Linked DNA regions of Mus musculus: region 1 is linked to region 2. The links are chromatin contacts, called in public Hi-C maps. All regions are on one chromosome and are shown on one strand. Each heading gives the region's core, a stretch centred on a gene start, on an enhancer-like site or on the middle of the called end of the contact. The rest is flanking DNA. Distances are from core to core; before and after follow the strand shown. Region 1 has its middle 15 kb from the start of 1700023C21Rik. Region 2 overlaps Prkca (protein kinase C, alpha).

Region 1 (4,458 bases), core at 707-3,206, 1.8 Mb before region 2:
CACACACACACACACACAAAACCATCAGTTTCATCAATTTCACAAATGCACATGCATAGTTACATACATGCACATATACCTACATATGTGTGTACATGCAGACACATACATACACACACATATTTACAGATATGTACATTTGGCGAATGGAGCAAAGCCACAACAGCCACACTATTTTTTTCCCTCTCAGCCTTTTTATAACTCCTTAGACAAAAGTTCTTTATAAAATTAGCCCACAGATAAAATGTTACACAAAAAGGAGTTACAGAAGGATGTCCGTAGTAAGTTCAAAGCAGTGTTACATTCTATAAGCTCATTATAAGTTCAAAGCAACAGTTTCCCATGGCCTTGCTCTATCATGGTGCATACCTGTGGCTTCATCCTTGCACCTGACCTAGAATGAATGTTTTTCCTTGATCACAATTCTGCCCCAAGCCTGTTTCTCTTTTTTTTCCTGTAATTTATGAAAGCTCATTGTGTTCCTAATTATGCAGCCTTTACTATTCTATGAGGAGTGGGTACATTCTATTCTTGATTCTAACTATATTACATCTTTCTGGCAAAACGACTAAAACCGTCTCCTTAAACTTTCTTCCTAAAATTATTTGAATCAAACCAGGAATTCTATAAAGTCATTAATTCATCTAAACAGCACTAATTTATGAAAGTTCATCTTCATGTTGATCTGCAGGAAATTTGCCCAATTGGGTGGGCTGGTGCCCAGGAATCATTGGGCTATGTAATAGTGATGGGAAAGTCATAACATCGGTGAGAAGCAATCCTGGGATGACGTCTCTGGGGTCCATGCCTGTCAGAGCTCACCTGTCACAGCCATGCAAAGTGGTGGGCCATCCTCAAAAAAAAAAAAAAACCTTACTTGGTTGCCAAGCTTCATGGCTTATGCCACAATTACATATGCCAGTCCCCCCCCCCAAAAAAAAAATCCCCTTAGCTGTGTTTCCTGTCTGCTAAGAATCAAAGAACAGCCTCCACTGAGCCCCCCCCCCCCAGGATAATATTCTACCCAAGCATGTGAGGCTAAAAGCCAGGATGAACCCTCTGAAACAGTGACCTAAAATAAAAGAAAGGAGCTTTTGTTTCTCCAAGTATTTAGCCACAGCAAAGAGCAAAGGAAGTAATGCATATAGGACCACCTGTTTCAAACCAAAGAAGATGCACATGTGAGTTCCATGGGAAAGTCTCTGATGAGCTGAGCCCTTCATTCAAGTCTAATGGGTTTGTGCAAAAAATAAAAAAGAAAGACATATCAATGTCTGTTACATCATTAGTACATCTTATCCCTCCTGCTATAAAACTCCAGTGACTTGTTCTCCAGTGGCTTCATAACTGATGCTGGGAAAACCCACTTGACATGAAGTGCTCTTTACAAAGTGGTATTGCTTCAAAACGGTAACCCTAGGGACTGAAGAGATGTCTCAGTGGTTGTGAGAGCATGCTGCTCTCTTGTGTGCCTGAATTTGATTTCCAGCATCCATGTCGGCTGACTTAAAACCACCTGCAACTCCAGCTCTGGGCCTTCGTGGGCACCTGTACACACACACACACACACACACACACACACACACACACACCTGTGAATATGTAAAAATAAAGATAAATGTAAAAATCCACAATAAATAGGACAGACAGATGGACAGACAGGATAGGATACATAGATAAGAGCTGTAACCCTAGTTTTGCTTATTGCAGTCGGCCAGCCCATCCCACTAGTTTCATGCTTGCTACTACCCACATATGCATGAGTTGCTTCTCTGGAGATCCCTAAGTGATGTACCAACATCCTACTAAAATCATCTTGGGATGCCACAGACCCACTTAGGCCCTGATGCCCTGCTTTCCTTGTAACAAAAATGAGCCAGTCCCATCATCCTATCTCATCCAAAAAGAATCGGCAGTAATCACACAGCCACACGGTGGCGCTCCTGCTCTATCCCAGCGAGCCAGGTTCTCTGGAGAAAAGATCGGATCCAGAGCCGTGTTTGCAGGGGTTTTCAAAGCTAGCAATGAATAAGCAGCTGCAGAGGCATACAATTTAAGCCAAGAAGATTGCTGAGGGCCAGTAAAGGCAAGTTTACAGTCTTTGTGGTCTAGAAAAGTCCCTGTTCAGACGCCGCCTCCCTTGCAGAAGCTAAAAGTAGTCCCACAAATTCCTCCAGGGAAATGGGAAACCCCTGGGCCAGCAGGAAAGGGCGTGGGGGGGGGGGGTGTCATTGTCGAAGTTTGACTATCCCATTTCTCTAATTCTCCCTACAGTAAAAGACAGCTGTGCCTTGCTGTGTTTTCTTTCTTTCTCGATCATCGAGGTTGCTCTAAAGACTGAGGTCGCCCAAACCCAAGATCTGTAGCCTGCTTACTTGCATGTTTTTGCACACCGGATATGACTCAGGCTGCGCCCAGGATGTCTGCTGCCCACAATCCTTTGGGGGACAGGATCTGTCTGTGCCTCTGTGCAACCGTTTGGTTTATCTGCTGGCCGTCAGAACTCTACCCTGTCATTTAAGCCCCGAACTTAGCCACAGGTCTCAAAACGTCTTAATTCATGGGTTTCTCTAAGTCACGTGATCTCAGTATGAACGGTTTAAAATGCCTTCAGGTTTTTACATTTCTGCTTTTAATGAGGAAACAAACAGAACCAGATACAGGAGTAAGGTCAATGCCAGAGTTAGAAGCCATGGCTTCTGGGGCTGAAGGCGTGGCTTAGTGGGTGAAGCACTTGGTGTTCCTCATGCGCACCTGAGTTCGGATTCTCCAGCACCCATGTAAGCTGGGCATTGAATTGGCATGGCCCATGATTCTCGGGGGGGGGGGGTGCGGGGGGGTACAGATGAGAAGATCCCTGGATCTTACTAACCAGCCAGTTTGGTTGGAACAGTGACTTTCAGGCTCAGTTAGAGACCCTTTTTCAAATACTAAGGTGGACTCATAGGCATCTTGCTACATCAGTCATAAAGGAATATTTTGGAAGAATCAAAGCCAGAGGTCAGGGAGGACCGGAGCAAATGTGTGTTCCGGACACGGTAGGACCACTGCACTGGTGAACTCACAGCAGCTGTGGTTGCCTGTACAAGACCTGCACAGGACCACGACAGTCAGCATTGCAGCATGGAGGGACTCACAAGCCTACCACTTACTAAGGAGCATGGGCAATAGATGGCTTCTGGGAGTGACAGACTCCATTTTTCTTTAAGGGTGTGGCCTCTGAGAGGTTGCCTAAGTTCCAGTGGATTGCCCATACCCATGAGTATGTGGGCAGCTCAAACTGCAACCAGTGGCTAAAAACAAGAACTTGGGAAGAGTTAGGGGAAGGAGTGAAGGGTGATCAAAATACATTGTATGCATGGATGGATTCTCACAAAAGAAATAAAAGTATTGTGTTTTCTAAAGGTAGGGAAGATTAAAGGTTAAAAGGAACACATTTGATGTCAAACACCGGCGTGCAAGGGCACACACATACACACACAAAGGCATATATATTCATGCACACACACATGCATATGCATATGCTCATATGCACACATATATACATGCATATATATGTTCTGGGGGCCAGCTCTGGAGCTCTGGTTCTCTCTTGAAGGTAGTGAGGTGTGTGGTGCTGGAGAGTGTTGGCAGGGGCAAGACTTGATCTTGCGAGAGAGTAGGGTTGCTTTCTATAATAGCATTTACCTATCTTGATTTTAAGTTACTCTGAGGGCAGAAGCTGCAGGCCTCTGGACCTATTGATACTTGTTGCTAACAGAGATGACTAGTGACTAGGTAAAGGATTTATTGCTAGAGCTCCCTTCTCTGGCCAGGCATCCAGGAGCCCCTTACTGACTTGGCTGGTTAACTCTGTAAACCAGGAAAGAAATAAGAAGTCAGCCACACAGAAAACACACATCGGATGAAATGGTTACATCACCTTTTATTTATTGCTTTTATCTTTTAATAGCTTTTAGACATAAATTCTTACACACACACACACATACACGCATGCACATGCACACTGGTTGGGCCCAACCATCTGTCTCATCAACTCCACAAGTGTTCATGCATGCTTACATACATACACATACCTTCATATGTATAATAAACAAACAGGCATATACATTTGGGTGGGTTTATGAATAGATGGATAGGGCAGAGCCCTGTAAGCCAAACCATCCAACAACTTTATTTCTTTTCTGTGGCCTATGTATATGTTCTTAAAAAAAAAATCCTTAGAATATTACCCCAGAGGTAAAATGTTACATAAATGGGAGTTACAGACAGATGTTGATATTATGTTTAAAGCAGTGTTTCATTCGGTATGATCATTATAAGTTCAAAGCAACAGTTTTTCCATGACCTTGCCTCATACAGTACACACATAGGTCCACATAGGCTTTATCCTTGGACCTAAATGTTTTTCCTTGAACACCAATTTGTCCCAAGTCTACTTCCCTTTTTAGTGTGATT
Region 2 (4,798 bases), core at 1,706-4,205:
CCACGGAAGGCAAAAAGCAGAACAAGATGGAGGACCATCGCGAATAATCGCTTCGTCCTGGGGTAAAGGAGGAGAACTGAACAGAAAGCAGCCATGGTACCTGATACATGTACGAAGCAGTCAAAATAAAAGCATGTACTCTGCCATAGGAAGACCAATAGAGGAAATGTGCAACCAGGGAACTCGGAACACTGAGTGGTTATAAAGAAGGGAAACAAACACCTCTCCCTCAGAATCATGGGAGCTACAAGAGAAAAGCTGGCTTGGCTGAAGGCACCCCAAAGAGGGCAGCAAGATGAAGTCAATGAAGAGCCCAGCATGGCGGAAATCAAATCATATAGAGTTATAACATGATTAGAGATCGCAGACTCCAGGTAATTTAATAGGCACAGGACCAGAGATTAGTATAGAAGGTAGCACCAATTTAGAACACAGCATGATAGATTCTTCTTGATCATGGGGGTGTGGGGGTTATCGGAAGACACCGTCTCATACCTTGTTTTTATAATCAGAGAAAGGCTGAGTAAGAATGTTTGACATGGGTCTCTAAGGCGAGCAGTAGAATACACACGTCATTTATATTTTCTACCATTATGGGAATGATAAATGCAAACGAAGCAGAGTGTAGCCAAAGACTAAAAAATATAGAACCAAGGAGGCAGAGGGGTGACGGCATTTGCAAAGAAGCAGCCATTGAGTGGGGACTTTCAAGAGCGTGCTGGACTGTTGCAGCGGAGGTGATTCAGTCCATAAAGTGCTAACTGTGCAAGCGTGAGGACTTGAGTTCTGGCCCTCCGCACCCACTTAACGAGCCTGGCACAACGAACGACTCACTCCTGTTAGCCCAGCACTGGGGACGCAGAGACGTGTGGGTAGGGGGTAGCCAATCAGCTGGGTCAACAGAGACATGTGGGTAGGAGATAGCCAATCAGCCGGGTCAAATCAGTGAGCCCAGCTTCAGTGAGAGACTGTCTCCAAAACTAAAGAGAAAAGCAGTGTCCTGAGCCAAAGAAAAAGGAGAACGTGAGCCGCACCGCATTTATCTCCCTCTGCTTCCTGGATGCAGATACCATGTGGCCAGCTGCCTCTGGCTCTGCCTCCAAGACTTCACCACCGTGATGGACTGTACCCTAAACCAATGAGCAAAAGTAAATGCTCTGGTCAGGAATTTTGTCACAGCAATGAAGAGTTGCAACCAACACAGATCCATGAGTACAGAAGTGCAGAGATTTTTCGACAGTGGACAGAGAGCTGCTCTGAGAAGCACAGTGTGGGACATGTGGATGGTTCTAAAATACCTTGGAAACTTGAAACAGTTTAGAATGTTGGCTGCTGCAGGGACTAACAGGGAATTGAATGTGATAAAGCAGATACCCTGAAATTGGAGCCTGCTTATAAATAAACAGAGGCTTCCAGGACTAGAGAGAAGGTGTGGTTCATTCCACAGACGTTGTTGGGAAAATTGTCTAAACGTTTGGAAGAAAAATAAATAAATAAATGAGATCTCCCCTCGTGCTTTACACCAAAATAAATTTCAAGTGCATCTGGAAGTTAATTATTAAAAAAAGGAAACAAAATAATGAAAGAAAACACAGGCGAATACTTAACTACCTTCACGGAGGGCAAGGATTTCCTAAGCCTAAAAGAAATGGAAGAAAGGAAAGAAAACATGTTGGTAGCTTTGACTGTGTGAAAAGATAGACTCCTTTGTGTTTCTAGAAGCCTACGGAATTAAATCTAAACACAGAGCGTGGCAAACAGGGAGAAGGACCACTGTCATGTGCATCCAAACATTCCCTCTAGCCAGTAAGAAACCTGTTTACTACCCTAAAGGAATTGAGAATTAAGTCAGAGAAAAAGAAATTCACATGGCCCAATAGCTATAAAGACTGTTAAGCCTCAAAAAAAAAAAAAATCAAACTTACAATGTTACTCTTTATTTTTCTCACTTTATCTTTAATATGATTTTTGGTAGGACTTTGATACAACTTTGGGGGGAGCAGTTTGGCAAGGGTTTTTATATCTTTTACTCTCCTTCTAAGAATGCAGCCCAAGAAGAAAAGCAGAAATTTATGTATGAAGACAATCAGTTGTTATATACAAAGATGAGGAATTTTTAAACCATGTAAATGTACAAACTGAACTTATTTTAAAGTCTTTGCTACAAAATAGAATGCTGGGCATTAAAAAATGCTTTTTAAAAATTACTTTGGTAACTTTTATTAAGAAGGAATTTTTAACTACCATAAAGTTATGTGAATTCTATAAAAATAAATATTACAGGCTAGAGATATGGCTCAATGATAATGTGCTTACCTAGCATATACAAGACCCTGGGCTTTATCCCCAACATTATAATCAAACAATCAATATTATACTATAGATGTCTTTACAGGAGAGCAATTGTCAATCAGCATAACAGTATGTCAGCATCAATCCTCTGTTTTGGTGGAAGTGCAATTGCCTTTAATCTTTGCCTTTATACTTTGTGCATTTAAATTATTTTATGATGACTATGCATTGTCCCTACAATGAGAAGTAATTATTTCTTAAAATCAATGCCTCCCTATGTTTATATGCAGATCTTATCTGTCTCCCACAACTAGCAAATATTTTTCACAGTCATCTACTTTGGAATTATAGAATATTAGCAGATAACATACGTGTTATTGGAGTACTTAGTGTATGCAAGAGGAGGCTATATTAAAAGGGAAACAGGGCTATACAGTAAGACTATGTCTCAAAGTTGAAGAAAGGAGACAGAGTAGGACGAAAGGAGAAGAGAGGGGAAGAGAGAGAGGGGGGGAGGGGAAGAGAGGGGGAGGGAGGGGAAGAGAGAGAGGGAGGGAGGGGAAGAGAGAGGGGGAGGGAGGGAAGGAAGGAGGGAGCATGAACTGACTGTGCATACCACGCTCATTAAATTCTTTAGCTGACTTTGATTGAGTAGTTGCTGACTCACCATTTGGGGACACTGGATTTACTGGGGCAGAAAGCCACCCTTGTGACAAAGTAGTGGGTTTAGACAGCAGAACATTCAGTGAATGTGTTTTTAAACAATGTACTTCTTAAGTCCTTGAATTCAGGTTTGTGGTCACACAAGGTGGGTATATTCTCAGTGTTGCTCGCTCTTCTTGCCCTTGACTCTGGCCATAAGGAAACTAAGATCATAGAATTTGTGAGTCATTGTTTATTAGCACAAATGAGATCAAATCAGAGTCCGTGCTCGTGACCACAGACAGCATCCGCAAGCTTGGTGCAGTGTGATTAGAGCAAATGCAGCAAGCCAGACAGCCAAGACCCTCCAAGTGACCCACGTCTCATTTGTTGATGCCTCATCTACAATTGTTCTTTGCTGAAGATGCCTTTGCATCTCATTGGGTGAAACCCAGCAAAGCTCCATGTGTAATGGTTGCCCTAGAAATGTGGAGCAAATGGCCCTGCATGGCATATTTTCTTCCTGAAAACTAACAATACATTTTATGTCCCTTAGTCTTTGAGCACTCTGAGACTCTTCAAATCATTTGATGTCTTCTGGGAAAGCACTTGGCTCCTTTTGGCCTGAATTGAGTCTCCTTGGAAAAAGGCCTGTTTGGTTTTTCCCTTGTGTTGGAGTCCCTCCAAATGGACACTCTGTGAACTGCAGCTCAAAGTGAGAGCCTCGAAAGGCCTTGCCCACTCCAGCTCCTGTCAGAATCCAAGAATCTGGCCTGCGTGGCTTTTGCCTTGCCCTGTGTTGACCCTGGGGAGATGCCTGGGGAGGAAGTGTTTTGTCCCTGTCCCCGTGTTTCTGTCAGCCTGTGGAGATCTGATAGACAGGGCTAGCAGGAGGCTGGAAAGCCAGAGAACAGGGTTGTGTTCCAGATAGGGTGTGCCCAGGGATGGGACAGCATGAACCCAGAATCACAGGGCAAAGGTTGTATGGAGACCCGTGTGTGTGGCAGATAACTTCCCCATGCTGCTATGCTCGGTGGTAGGTGTTCAAAACAGTCGAGAGGAGAGTAACCCGTGAGTCTTTGGGAATCATGTGTCAGTCCTGCATGTGACAGGTTGAGTGGAATAAGATATTTGACTTCCTTAACCAGTCAGTTGAAACCAGTGTCGGCTCTGAAGTTATACCACTATTGGCTTGGTAAATCAGAGGATGGAGCATGCTGAAGACTACAGCATGATGTGTTTGTACCTGCTTGTAAACCTAGCCATGGGAAGGCAGAGTATGACGATGGCGGGTTCAAGGCCAGCCTAGGCTATGTAGCAAGCTTATGTCTCAAAAAAAACACAAAATAAAAATAAAAAGCAAATAAAAAGTATTTGTTGAAGTGAATGGTGGGATACTCTGGCTATTAGACTATTATTAGTTTCAAGATCAGACCTCTAGACACAGAGTCCAAGTGCCACTGGAGTGTTGATGAGAAATCTCTCAGTGGTACCCTGCTCCCGAGAGGAGGATGTCATCTCTTCCTGCCTCACATCACACAGTCCAATGCATTCCTCTACAGAGTGTCAACTCTACCTTGTCACTTGCTTGAAGAAAGAATCACTTGCCTCTATCTGGACAGAGTTGACTGCTCTTGGGTGCCAGTTCATGGAGGACTCACATTCACACTAAGGAGAATATGACGTGACCACCCTGGACCAGCACCCTCATTTGCAGTTCTTACCCAATATCAAGCCCCAGCAGGTTCTTGTTCCACACTGTCTAGGTCACTCTCAACTCCCTGGTGGCTTTGCTCCACTCAGGCCTCTGTCACATGGTACTGTAGCTGATAGACAACAGGAATGTGGGACTCAGGCTGGGAAG

The links. Hi-C and Micro-C count contacts between places; a contact is called where the count stands out from the background.
Region 1: a contact with region 2 is called in a Hi-C map of the N1E-115 cell line, with 18 times the contacts expected there. The contact joins two enhancer-like sites. A contact is called at or near these places in 2 of 484 Hi-C or Micro-C datasets (the G1E-ER4 cell line and the N1E-115 cell line).

Annotation. Positions count from the first base shown.
Region 1 is chr11:109,858,294-109,862,751 of GRCm38.p6, reverse strand. No RefSeq gene overlaps it. Among named protein-coding and RNA genes, the nearest start is that of 1700023C21Rik, 15 kb to the right of the region's middle. Within about 2 kb of position 1,956, at least 229 of the 459 cell types and tissues checked have an H3K27ac peak or open chromatin away from gene starts, as enhancers often do. A contact at or near this core is called in the N1E-115 cell line, where this site is marked.
Region 2 is chr11:108,024,753-108,029,550 of GRCm38.p6, reverse strand. The region is part of intron 5 of Prkca (protein kinase C, alpha); the gene reads left to right. Among named protein-coding and RNA genes, the nearest start is that of Mir7223, 30 kb to the right of the region's middle. Within about 2 kb of position 2,955, at least 53 of the 459 cell types and tissues checked have an H3K27ac peak or open chromatin away from gene starts, as enhancers often do. A contact at or near this core is called in the N1E-115 cell line, where this site is marked.